Linked DNA regions of Zea mays: all the other regions are linked to region 3. The links are chromatin contacts, called in public Hi-C maps. All regions are on one chromosome and are shown on one strand. The core of a region is the stretch at or near the end of the contact, and the rest is flanking DNA. Distances in the headings are between cores, read along the strand shown.

What was found. Hi-C and Micro-C count contacts between places; a contact is called where the count stands out from the background.
Region 1: a Hi-C map of leaf shows a contact between it and region 3, with 4 times the contacts expected there. The contact joins the promoter of LOC103640243 here to the promoter of LOC100278658 in region 3. A contact is called at or near these places in 3 of 25 Hi-C or Micro-C datasets (ear, leaf and tassel).
Region 2: a Hi-C map of ear shows a contact between it and region 3, with 5 times the contacts expected there. The contact joins the promoter of LOC103640164 here to the promoter of LOC100278658 in region 3. A contact is called at or near these places in 6 of 25 Hi-C or Micro-C datasets (bundle sheath, ear, leaf and 2 more).
Region 4: a Hi-C map of leaf shows a contact between it and region 3, with 4 times the contacts expected there. The contact joins the enhancer-like site here to the promoter of LOC100278658 in region 3. A contact is called at or near these places in 3 of 25 Hi-C or Micro-C datasets (ear, leaf and tassel).

What each region holds. Positions count from the first base shown.
Region 1 is chr1:161,862,822-161,865,521 of Zm-B73-REFERENCE-NAM-5.0, reverse strand. LOC103640243 reads left to right here and starts at 1,252. Exons shown (of 6, transcript XM_008662863.4): 1 at 1,252-1,894; 2 at 2,364-2,526.
Region 2 is chr1:161,184,190-161,186,889 of Zm-B73-REFERENCE-NAM-5.0, reverse strand. LOC103640164 (formin-like protein 12) reads left to right here and starts at 1,303. Exons shown (of 18, transcript XM_008662798.4): 1 at 1,303-1,844. The coding sequence starts at 1,772.
Region 3 is chr1:161,564,056-161,566,755 of Zm-B73-REFERENCE-NAM-5.0, reverse strand. It overlaps LOC100278658, which reads right to left and starts at 1,341. Exons shown (of 11, transcript NM_001151861.2): 1 at 1,191-1,341; 2 at 1-79.
Region 4 is chr1:162,008,947-162,011,646 of Zm-B73-REFERENCE-NAM-5.0, reverse strand. It overlaps LOC732793 (bundle sheath defective 2), which reads right to left. Exons shown (of 4, transcript NM_001112410.1): 4 at 1,989-2,217. The coding sequence ends at 2,130. It also overlaps the pseudogene LOC109941465. Among protein-coding and RNA genes, the nearest start is that of LOC100277962, 11 kb to the left of the region's middle. Within about 2 kb of position 1,331, at least 5 of the 20 cell types and tissues checked have an H3K27ac peak or open chromatin away from gene starts, as enhancers often do. A contact at or near this core is called in leaf, where this site is marked.

The DNA of each region.
Region 1 (2,700 bases), core at 3-2,502, 300 kb before region 3:
TCCACCCTCCCTTAAAACAGCTCCTCAACCAACCAAATATGGACCTCCCCTTAAAGTTTGATCGAAATTACCCGCAATTGCCATTGGACAAAAACATAACGAGCCAATTTATGGATTAAACATTTGAGACCATTTTATGCACTACTATGATGGGAATATTTTATATGTTATTGTTTCATATATTTTTCCGTATATGCATCCTACTTATTGATTTGTAATAAAGTTGAACTGCAAAGAGTAAAACAGACAATCGCTACAGACCACCAACTCTCAGAAGACAAGAATCAGTTTACTTGCCAAACAGTTTTAAAAATGATTCTGATTTTCTAGGAGAATCAGGAGGATCAGCTCCTCACGAGGATCAGGATCTAGAGCTAAAGAAGCAGGAGCTGGAGCTTTGCCAAACGGGCCCTAAATGGAGTTACACATGGCCTAATGATTTTAGTAAATGACCGTCCTTGCCTGTAAGAATTGACCAGTACAGTGGACGCGAGTACAATTGGAATCCTTCGAATCCAGGTCCAGGAAAATGACATAACTTCTCATTAAACCATCCATTACGCTTACGCAGCCGGAGAAACAAATGAATTGAAGAAACGGCTCCTGCTTTTGACTCCTGTTCCAGCCTTTCTTTATGCACTGCACATAAATCCAAACCAAAATTAGCGAGGAAAGAAACACTTGATATGTGTAGATCAACGACAAGATAAGGGGGTGTTTGGTTTCTAGGGACTAATGTTTAGTCCCTACATTTTATTCCATTTTAGTTCTAAAATTGCCAAATATAGAAACTAAAACTTTATTTCAGTTTCTATATTTAACAATTTATATACTAAAAAGGAATAAAATGAAGGGACTAAACATTAGTCCCTAGAAACCAAACACCCTCTAAGACACCCCTTTCGGTATCAGGTGATTAGTTGTGAATTTGTCACCGGTCAGCTAGGGGACAAGAACTACGCTGTTGCGGTTTTCCAGGTTCGGTGTGTGCATGTAGCGGTGCTGCTACATTTATGATCTTCCTGCCTTTCCTTTCTCCATGCTCCAATCCAGAGGCACAGGAGAGAGAAAGTCAGAAAGGCACTCCAGCCACTCCTAGAGGGAGGGAAAGAGAGATAGTGTGTGTGAGAGGGCAAAGAATGGAATAATTGAAAATCTATGCTGAATTTGTTTTTTTGTTATAATCGTCTCTATAGTATATGGGTCCATACGTGTCTATAAATTATAGAGTTAATGGTAAATTCTCACAGCCCATGAGAACGATGCCAAATTTGCAAATCTATCGGCAGAAAATCACCCACGTCTGCAATTGTCCAAAAAGCTGAACTCACCAGTCACCACGGAGGAAAAAAAAGAGAGGAATGGGAAAGGCACAGAGAAGCCCCTAATTTATGGCTTTTTGCACCCGAACCCCAATGCAAAGTGATGAAGAAAATCAATGCCTTCTCCTATCCACCACCAAACCTTGGTAGAGTGAGAACAATATACTCCGCCAGGGCGTCCTACAAGAGAAGAGGAGCCGGCAGAGAATAAGAAGACCAGAAGTTGACAAACTTTTCCTGTTCTTCGAGAAGCCCATTTTCTCTCTTCTTCTCCACTAGATAGAGAAAGGGGAGAGAGAGGGAGCCGAGGAGGAGAAGATCCCTCTCACCGTCATCTGCTGGCCAATCTAATCTCCGTCGTCTGCATCTGGGTCTGCTCCCGTCCATGGCCTAGTGACGGAGGATTGTATCTCTGTCCATGTGGATGGCGATAAATTAGTACTTGTTTATAGGTGTTGCTGTTTGGTTGGTTGGCCTTGTCTCCTTGTTTGAGGAAGTGGGGAGAGGCGGAATCTTTTGTTGGATCATGGCAGTTCCAATGCGGCCGGTGGGCTTCGCCCCCCCGTGACATGGTGAGCAGTTGAGGGGACGGATTATCTCCTGTTCTTGGCTGCTTCCCTCTGTTCTATTCTGGCCTGGCCGCCATTGTTTCAGCGGATGAGTTCGGGGTCGGAAGTCTTGTTCTTGGAGGTTCTCCCCTCTGCTTATTGGCCATATGATGTTCTACTCCTGCCTAAATTTTGCCTGTGCGAAAAATTTGTGTCCTTTTTGATGTTGTGGTTTTGGTTGGATAATAGTGTGGGAAAGCTGACAACTTTCTTGATTTTGGTTTGATAATATTATCCTTGCAGTGTGCTTGTGATGTTGCGATTTTTCAGAAAGCTCTGATTTTTAGCGCTTCATTATTTGGAATCCTTCTGGCTCTGTAGTTTGCTGTGGTTTGTGATCTCGTCTTCAATATTTTTTGTCGCTTGCATTTATGGCCCTTCACGCCTTCTTTTTCTTCCCATTCCCTGACGTCCTACAAATGACAAATTACAGGTCTCTTGTTGCTGACACTACCTGGACTTTTCTTCTGCTTATGACAAAGACGAACTGATAAGCTGGCATTCGTAGATCGGTTTCTTGGGAGATACACATACAGAAGCTTTAGGGTCGGCTCGTAGAATCTCTCAGACACCGTCGTTTTGCATCCGAGAACTTGGTAAGTAGTATGAGATGTCCTTCTTGCGGTTTTCTGAACCAATGCTCGTTTACCTTCTGTTTGTCATCAGAGAAGATCCTTATCCTACTTGTTGATCGAAATTGAAGTGTTTGTAAAGAATGCTAAGTAATGCGTTTCTTTATGTGCATTTTTGTGATGAGGTTCGGGGGTTTC
Region 2 (2,700 bases), core at 54-2,553, 380 kb after region 3:
TTTAGGAACCAAATAAAATAAAATGAAGATACTAAAAATTAGTTCTTAGAAACCAAACACCCCTTAAATTTGAGTCTATGAGTTGAATGCAAAATAGAAGGCCTAAATATAAACTAACCATGGTATTACGAAAATTAGTATAGGCTAATTGATGAGTCGAACATAGTAGAATTTTTTATTAGTCCATATTTAGCCTATAATTCAGTGAATGACCAAATTTTAGTCTGGAGATCCAAATAGATTCTAAACAGATTCCATATTTGGACATGATTTAAGCTATGATGAATTCGGGCCATTCTTTTATTATTATTATTATTATTATTATTATTATTATAGAAAAAGATGAAGAATTTCTAATAAACTAGACTCAGAGACTTCGAAGAGCTTATCCATCATATCTTTTATTCCATCTCCTATGTTAAATTTTATTGTATAAACAATATTGTCTACAATGTTACCCTATTTTGCATGATATACACATCAGACTTACTCGTAGCATAGGTAACGCGGCGTGAGTCCCATTTAGAGATGACAATCGGGCGGTTAGTACACGGATATATAGTTCGCGAATCTAAACCCACGAGAAAAAACTTAACCCATACCCGTACCCATAAACGTTCGCGGGTATGGATTTGTATCCATACCCATACCCGCTATCCAGTGGATACCCGTTACCCACTCGCCCACTATAATTTTAGCATTCAACACTAAACAACAATTTTATCACATTTCGAAATAATTATCATTCCAGTAGCATCAAATGATAATTTCAGCATCAAACAACATATTATAGATAAAAATTGGAAAATAAAAATTTATGATAATATAATATATAAATCTGGATGGCCCACATGTTAGATATCAATTGGGTAACGGGTATGATACTGGATATCCGTACCCGCGAAAAAAATATCCGCGGATACCTTATTATATCCATAGATAGCTGTACCTGCGGATACCAAATTCCAACATACCCATATCCAATGGATAATTATTCGTGTTTATTTACCCATACTCGTATCTATTATCATCCCTACTCCTTTTCGCTAGGCCAACTTGGATTCATCCTCCTGTTACAGGCCCAGACCAACTACTCCTGACTAGTGCAGAGTCGGCCCACGATCATCAAGAAGCCCACCAGACGAGCGCTGCTTGGTGTCGTGCGCCGAGCAGCTGGCGCGCACCGTGTCCCTATGCAACAACGGTCACGTCGCTGCCGCAGCCAACCGTTGCCCGTTGGTGCCGGCCCCATATGTCATCCGTAGAAAAATCCATCCGCGGAGGCATTTGCTCGTTATGAATTTTGTTTCGAGCAATCGTGCGTGCTCTGCTCTGCCGCCTCCTGGCGCTGGCGTCAGGCTCCTCCTCCCTGGCTTCCTCCTCCGCCACCTCGAACACCCCCAAAATAATTTCAGCAGCACGAGCGAAAAAAAACGAGAGGGGGGGGAGAGCAAACCCTAGCTGGCCGAATTCCGCCGCGCGCAGCATTGCCCTCCCGCGACTCGCGCGCCGGAGCTGGGGCGGGCGGCTGCGTGGCGCTCCCGATCGCCGGCGATCGTGTCGTCAGCCGGCGCTGGCGGGTGGGCGCTGGGGCGGCAGCGATACCGGGCAGCACGGGGCCCGATCATCGCTGGCGCCGCCGCCGCGGTCTGGCTGGCTGGCCGCGGGCAAACGTGCTGTCGGCTGGTCCCGGGCGTCGCGGAGCAAGTGGACCCGGGGGCAGGCCGCCGGAGACGGCGGCGACGGCGACGGCGGACGGAAGCGCAAGGGGATGGCGCTGTTCCGGAGGCTCTTCTACCGGAAGCCGCCGGATCGGCTCCTCGAGATCGCCGACCGCGTCTACGGTACGCTAACCCCGCACGCGCCTCCTCTTCGATTGGGGAATTTTAGCACCGGAAACGCAGCTGCATTCTGTAATTTCGCTCAGTGACGGAACATATTTCTCTGGATATTGTTTTTCAGCCTTTCAGCTAACATGTCTTCCTCGTGCATGCTGCATTAGCTTACTGTGCCAGCATGATTTTGCAGCCTTTATTTAAAGAAAAAGAAGACTTTGCAGCCCCATTCTAGTTTCGTTAGAAGTTTAGAACTATGGCTATCAAAAGGGTTTGCTCATTGCGTTCGACTGTTGCTGCAATTCTTCTTTCTTCATTACTACACTTTGATAGTAACGTTGCTACCAACCTCGTTGAATTGTGCAGGTAGGATAATTCTGAAGTTCCTATGTTATGCAGACCATTTTGTGCTAAATAATGTTACAAATTTATGGCTGATAAATGTAACTTACATGTTTGAATATAGATACCACGTTGCCCGCTGATGGGTTTTCTGTTGGTCAGTTGAGGACCTGTGATATTTAGTCTATGCCTAATACAATAATGCTTGCTCATCAACAACCAATGCAATCGTGACTTAATCTGCTACTTCGCTATCAGAAAATTTGAATGGAAAGTGCATTTGGTCTTGCACCACCATGCTGCTAAAATGTTTGAAAACATGATTGATCTAATTAAGTTTCACATGATTAGAGATACTGATTGGCATCTTTGAGTTGCAGACTTTGGAGTCAGTTGTTTGCTGGTGAGTTTTCAGTAGTGCAGTTAGGTGACTTCTTAGTAGGACTGACAGGATAACCTCCCATTCGTTTTTGCTTTGACCTTTGAGTATGTTTTTTCTTCTTGAAAACACAGGAGAACTGTG
Region 3 (2,700 bases), core at 92-2,591:
TAAGCCCAGGAGAGAAGATATTATTGGTGGCCTGCCAGGCTACCAATCACCATACACGCAGGCCACTCCCTATGACAGCCTGCAATCAAAATCCATTTTTTTGACCATTACAAATCGCACATGTATGCTCATAATATAGACAACTGCTTCGCGCAACATACAGCTAAAAACGGAATCTAAAATATAAGAATGGAAGTACTTTTTGTAGGTGTTCAGAAACAACTAGCACTCCAGATTTTAAAAAAAAACTATAAATAAATACAAAGATTCCGCAAGGTTTTAATTGCTCCCTTGAACTCTTCAGCTCAACAAGTTGACTTAATGGCCACTAACACAAGTTGTTTAACCATTCAAGAGGCGAAGAACACAGAACCCAAAATGGGTAGAGGGTCTGACACTAGCACAAGACCTGGATCTTAATCTTCATCATAACCAACAACCAAGAACATTTCAAAATATAGAAGTTATTGTCAAAAGGGAAAAAAGAAATAGACGTTTGAAAACGAAGAAAAAAAAACGAATCGGCCCAACAAGAATCGGAAAGACTTGGACTCACGTCCCCACAAACCCCACGGATGGCAGCTGAAAGAAGCAAAGACGAAACGCAACAAATTTATGCGAAAATTTTTCTTCCGTACCCGAAGAACTGACACGATTGATCAGAGGGGGACACCTGAGCAGCATAGGAACATCTACGAATCGCATCGGAATCCCAGCCTGATCCCAAAGGCGGAGGCACTCTCCGCCTTGAATCGCCCAAATACTAACTGTTCGGCATTGCAGGAGCCTACGAAAACACACATATTTATGCCAAAAAAAATCCCAGCCTCGACAGGTAAACTCCAGGTGTCTGTACCAGTAAGGCTAAGCCAAGCTTGGCTTGCCGGTAAGCCGGTTTCGTCCAGAGAAACAAGAACAAAAACAAGGAACCAAAAGAACTCTCAAACCGCGCCAAACCGACACGCCGCGACCAACAAATAAAGCCGTTCCCTTTCCTGCCAAAAGCAGCAAAGATCCACTCAGAACTTCCCAGAAACAAAAACCTTCCCATTCCCGGCCACAAACTCGCCGGTCGCTGTCGCTCCCGGCGAAGAACAGTTAGAAGGCTCCGATTTTTTCCGCACAGATGAAACCAAGGTAAGGTAACCGTCACACAGGCTGACAGGCACACAACGGAGACGAAGCATTACCCGCCTGCCCCGGGGAGCGCCGGGCCGGCAGCGAGGTCGCCGGAACGGAGCAGTGCACTGGAGGAGGATCAGAGCGAGGAGAGGAAGGGGAGCAAGAGCAAGTGGGAGCCGCCGGGATGGTGGTGGTTCATGTGCTTGCGCGTGTGGCGTCTGCGTATGGGTGATATACTCCACGTGGGGAGGGGAGATTGAGAAGGTTCAGGGGAGGGAGGGAAAGGTGGAAAAGAGGGACAGCGGACGGGACTGAAGGAGAGGGGAAGATGGAGGTGGCTACAGTACAAGGTTGCAGCCTTTCTCTCTCCTCCTGCCTCTGTTGCTTCTTTTTTTTAACGTTTCATTAACTTTTTTCTACAGTATATTTGATTGAAGTTGATTTTTTACTTTTTATTTTCATACTTCTTTCTTTCTTATCGTCAATAAAAAAGTTCCCTTTTGGCACCTTTCCGTGCTTTTTGTGACTTGTGTGTCAGTGTGTGGGGTAGGCTTGGTTTGCATGGTTTTAAATTGTTTTCTGCTGACATAAATTGGTTGGTTATGAATTTGGCCAAAGTTTGGTGGGGGAGGAAGAGCTGGGAACAGCGGATGCTACAATCCACCATCAATATGAACTGTTGCATAAACTCTGTGAAATTGCAGGCAACTTTTATAGCTGTGAATTGAATCCAGAGAACGTATGCAGGTGTGGATTGCCATAGAAATGGGCATTGGTTGAGGTGCACAGGCTTTTCAGTATTGCATACAGTGTCCTGACTACGTAGATATATGAACAGATACTACTATACCAGTACTCAGATACGAATGCTTTGAGCAAGGAAACATTAGTACAGTCCTAGTAATGTGTCATCGCCTAAAGACACCAGGACCAAGATAGAGCGAGAAGCACAGACGGAGCCACGATGATCTTGGTTACTGTCTAACTACTAACACAAGAGATTTATAGAGGGTTAGACCGTAAATGTGTAGTACTCTATATTTTCTATATTTGGTGGATTGATAAATACCGAGATGAAGAAGATTACACAGTCGGATATCAACTAAATCTCATAACCATCTTCTCTTTGATAAATAGTAAGTTGTTCGCTTCGAATTAAAACTGGTTGTTCGGATTGCTGTAAATGTAATCCATAAAGACAAAACATTGTAGAAGCAGTAGAAGCCGATACGAATTAAAACCAAGTGAAATGCTTGAAATAACTCTATGCCTATGGCGTGGCCTAATATTTACAGATGGTTCTTTAAAAAACCGCCTGTAAAAATCGTATTTGTATAGGCGGTTTTTAAGAAACCCGCCTGTAAAAATACACGATTTCTATTAGCGGATTTCTTAAGGAACCGCATGTAGAAAACGGTTTCTATAGGAGTTTCTCAAATGACCTCGTATGAAAACCCATAAAAAAGTTGTAGATCTCTAAAAGTTATGAAACTTTGTAGTTAACAACTTTTTTAATTAAAATCATGTCGGCTCTCAAAAATTGCATATAAATTTTTCAAATTTAAAATGCAAATTTTG
Region 4 (2,700 bases), core at 82-2,581, 440 kb before region 3:
TTGTCGTCTGCAGGGGTTGGTCCTTGGTCCATGGCCTATGAGAAGTATTCACGTTTGTGGCCGGGCGTGCCCGCGTTGCTCACGTCCGGCTTGGACCTCGATGTCTGCGAGATCGAGTACAACATTGGGGTGGGCACATTTGGCCAGCACGACGTGTTTAACGACGGCGACGACCGCAAGTCCTTAATCAGCGAGGCTGATGGACTGAAGGGCCAGATCTGGATCGGCAGCAACCATGGGTGACTGGCGACCATGGACTGAAGGGCCTGCCATCGTTTGCCACCATTAGTGGAGTCGAGGTGCACGACGACCTCCAGATCCGCATCGCTAGCAGCTACATCTTTGATAACATGCACAAGATCCTTAAGGTCGCAATATGCCACACACTGGTGCACGCTAACGACCACCTCACCGTTGCTATGTTCTCGATGGGAAGCTGTTCGATATGAACGAGCTAGGCCGAATTTGCTCGTGGCACCTGGACGATGGAGCCACAATGGAACCCGTTGTGATTCAGGGACCGAAGATTGATGAGATCAGCCACCAGCACGACCATGACCGGCGCAAGTTCTACCTGGCCGCTTCGAGCGGTGGGCATCAGTGGCTTCTGCTCATCTACATGCATGGCTACGAAGTCGAAGGTGTGTGTACAAGTATGGGCAGATTTACTGTTGGCAGAGTCACGTGAGCAGACTGGTATTCGACGGCAGGAGGAGCTTCCGCGACCTCGGCATGTCGCTTCACGAGCTCAACGCTGGCAGCGACAAGTGACAAACTTGGGGGAGATCATGCGCTCTTTCTAAGGGCGAACTATCCCTTCTTCATCACCATGCGGCATGGGCATGGTTCTGAGATCGATCTTGAGGCGTCTACCTTGCCGGCACACCCTAGGACTACAGTAGGGGTTCTTCCCTCCTGGATTTTCAAAAAAAAGGGCTACAATGTTCCCATCTTTGACCTGAAGAAGGGGGGCTATGGAGGTGACTGTCACATCAAGTTGTAGCTCGCTTACTAGCTCGTGGATAAGTCGTTGCAGATGTCCATGTGGTACCTACCAACGGATACCCAAACTAGGTGTTATCAAATCTGTTCAATTTGTCTTAGATTTATAATTTTTACGTATGAACAATTGTGAGTTTTTTATCCTTTACATTCACCTTAGTATTTAAACGATTGCGACTAAAATATGTCGAATTATCTTTATAGTTAGTATTATTGTAAATATTATGTTTAAACAACCATCGCATTTACATAAGTCTCTCTATATATGTATATATATAAACCGTGCGTCATCAACAAGTCAGCCCTTTATGGGCTAGTAGCAGGCCCATTGGCCTTCTTGCTACCAATTGGCTGCTTTTTTCAGACAAATACTACATTTAAAAATTACTCCATCCATCCGCTTAATTTAATCGTTTTAGCCGAACTCGTTTGTCCAATAAATTTGTCACGCTGGTGATCGAACCCCTATGTCCAATCGGCAACTTCTCGAAATGGAACCTACCACACCCCTATTCACATATGCCAACGCCCCCTACCGTCGCTGCCTCCCATGCTCATCCGACCCTGTCCTATTTAATTACTTTTTATTAGAGTATGTATAATGAGTGTCTTGAGTTGTATCTTCGAGTGTATCCAGAGGGTTGAACATAAAAAAACTCAAGACATATATCTTGACGAAGACACAGTGTCTTAGCTATATGTTCGAGGCAGGAGACTAGCTGATTGGTCACTTTAATTTATTGAATGTTCTGATTGGTACAATGAATATGGTAAGACACATGCTTTAGACATGTCCACTATATTATATTGTGTTTTAGTTGTGTCTTATACTTAGAGTACCATGCAACAGTGTCTATTGTACATGCCCTTACGGTCTTGTAAGTAACACTTAATTAAGTTGAAGTAGGGTCACATACGTCATTTTGTCAATCTCATGACATGTCTATAAAAACCCAGAACGTCCAAATCAAGTGGACGAAGGAGTATTCATTAAAAATATTATTTTATATAATATGATTATGTGTCCATGGAACACGATACATATATTATGGGTCCCTCAATGTAACTTAAACATAAATTAAACCGATGACTATTGCGCAGTTTCATCGAAAGTGCTAAACCGATGACTATTGCGCAGTTTCATCGAAAGTGCTTAGAAATCCACCCAAGAAGCCAGCACCATTACAGTTCCCACATAGGATTTCACGCTTGCCTCTGCAACATAAAAAGTAACGACCAGTCGGGTCAATACAAGCTGCTGAACCTCAAACGAATCAAAGGATTTATTAAGATACTTATTACTGAGCAGATATGTGTCTAAGGATTTATTAACGTAAGTTAGAGTTTACGTTAGAGGAGACTAATTTGTCTAAATGGTTGATACATAGATGGTCTCAAGGACAGAAAAATTTATGAGGGGTGGGGGGCAAAAAATCGTCTAACATAATTAAGCAAAACCGTAAAAAAGTACTGTTGCATAAAATTCAAATTTCATATTAATATATGGTACAAGTTTAAAGAAGGAAATTATATAAATAAAAGAGTAAAATACACTACCAATTCCTAGACTTGTAGGATTGTATCATCCTACTTTCTAAACTCCCAAAGTGCACATCTAGGTGCATAAACCTGTGAAGTTGTATAATCGTGATTCCTAAACTTTCAACATGCACATTCTAGTCGTTGTACTTATACCAA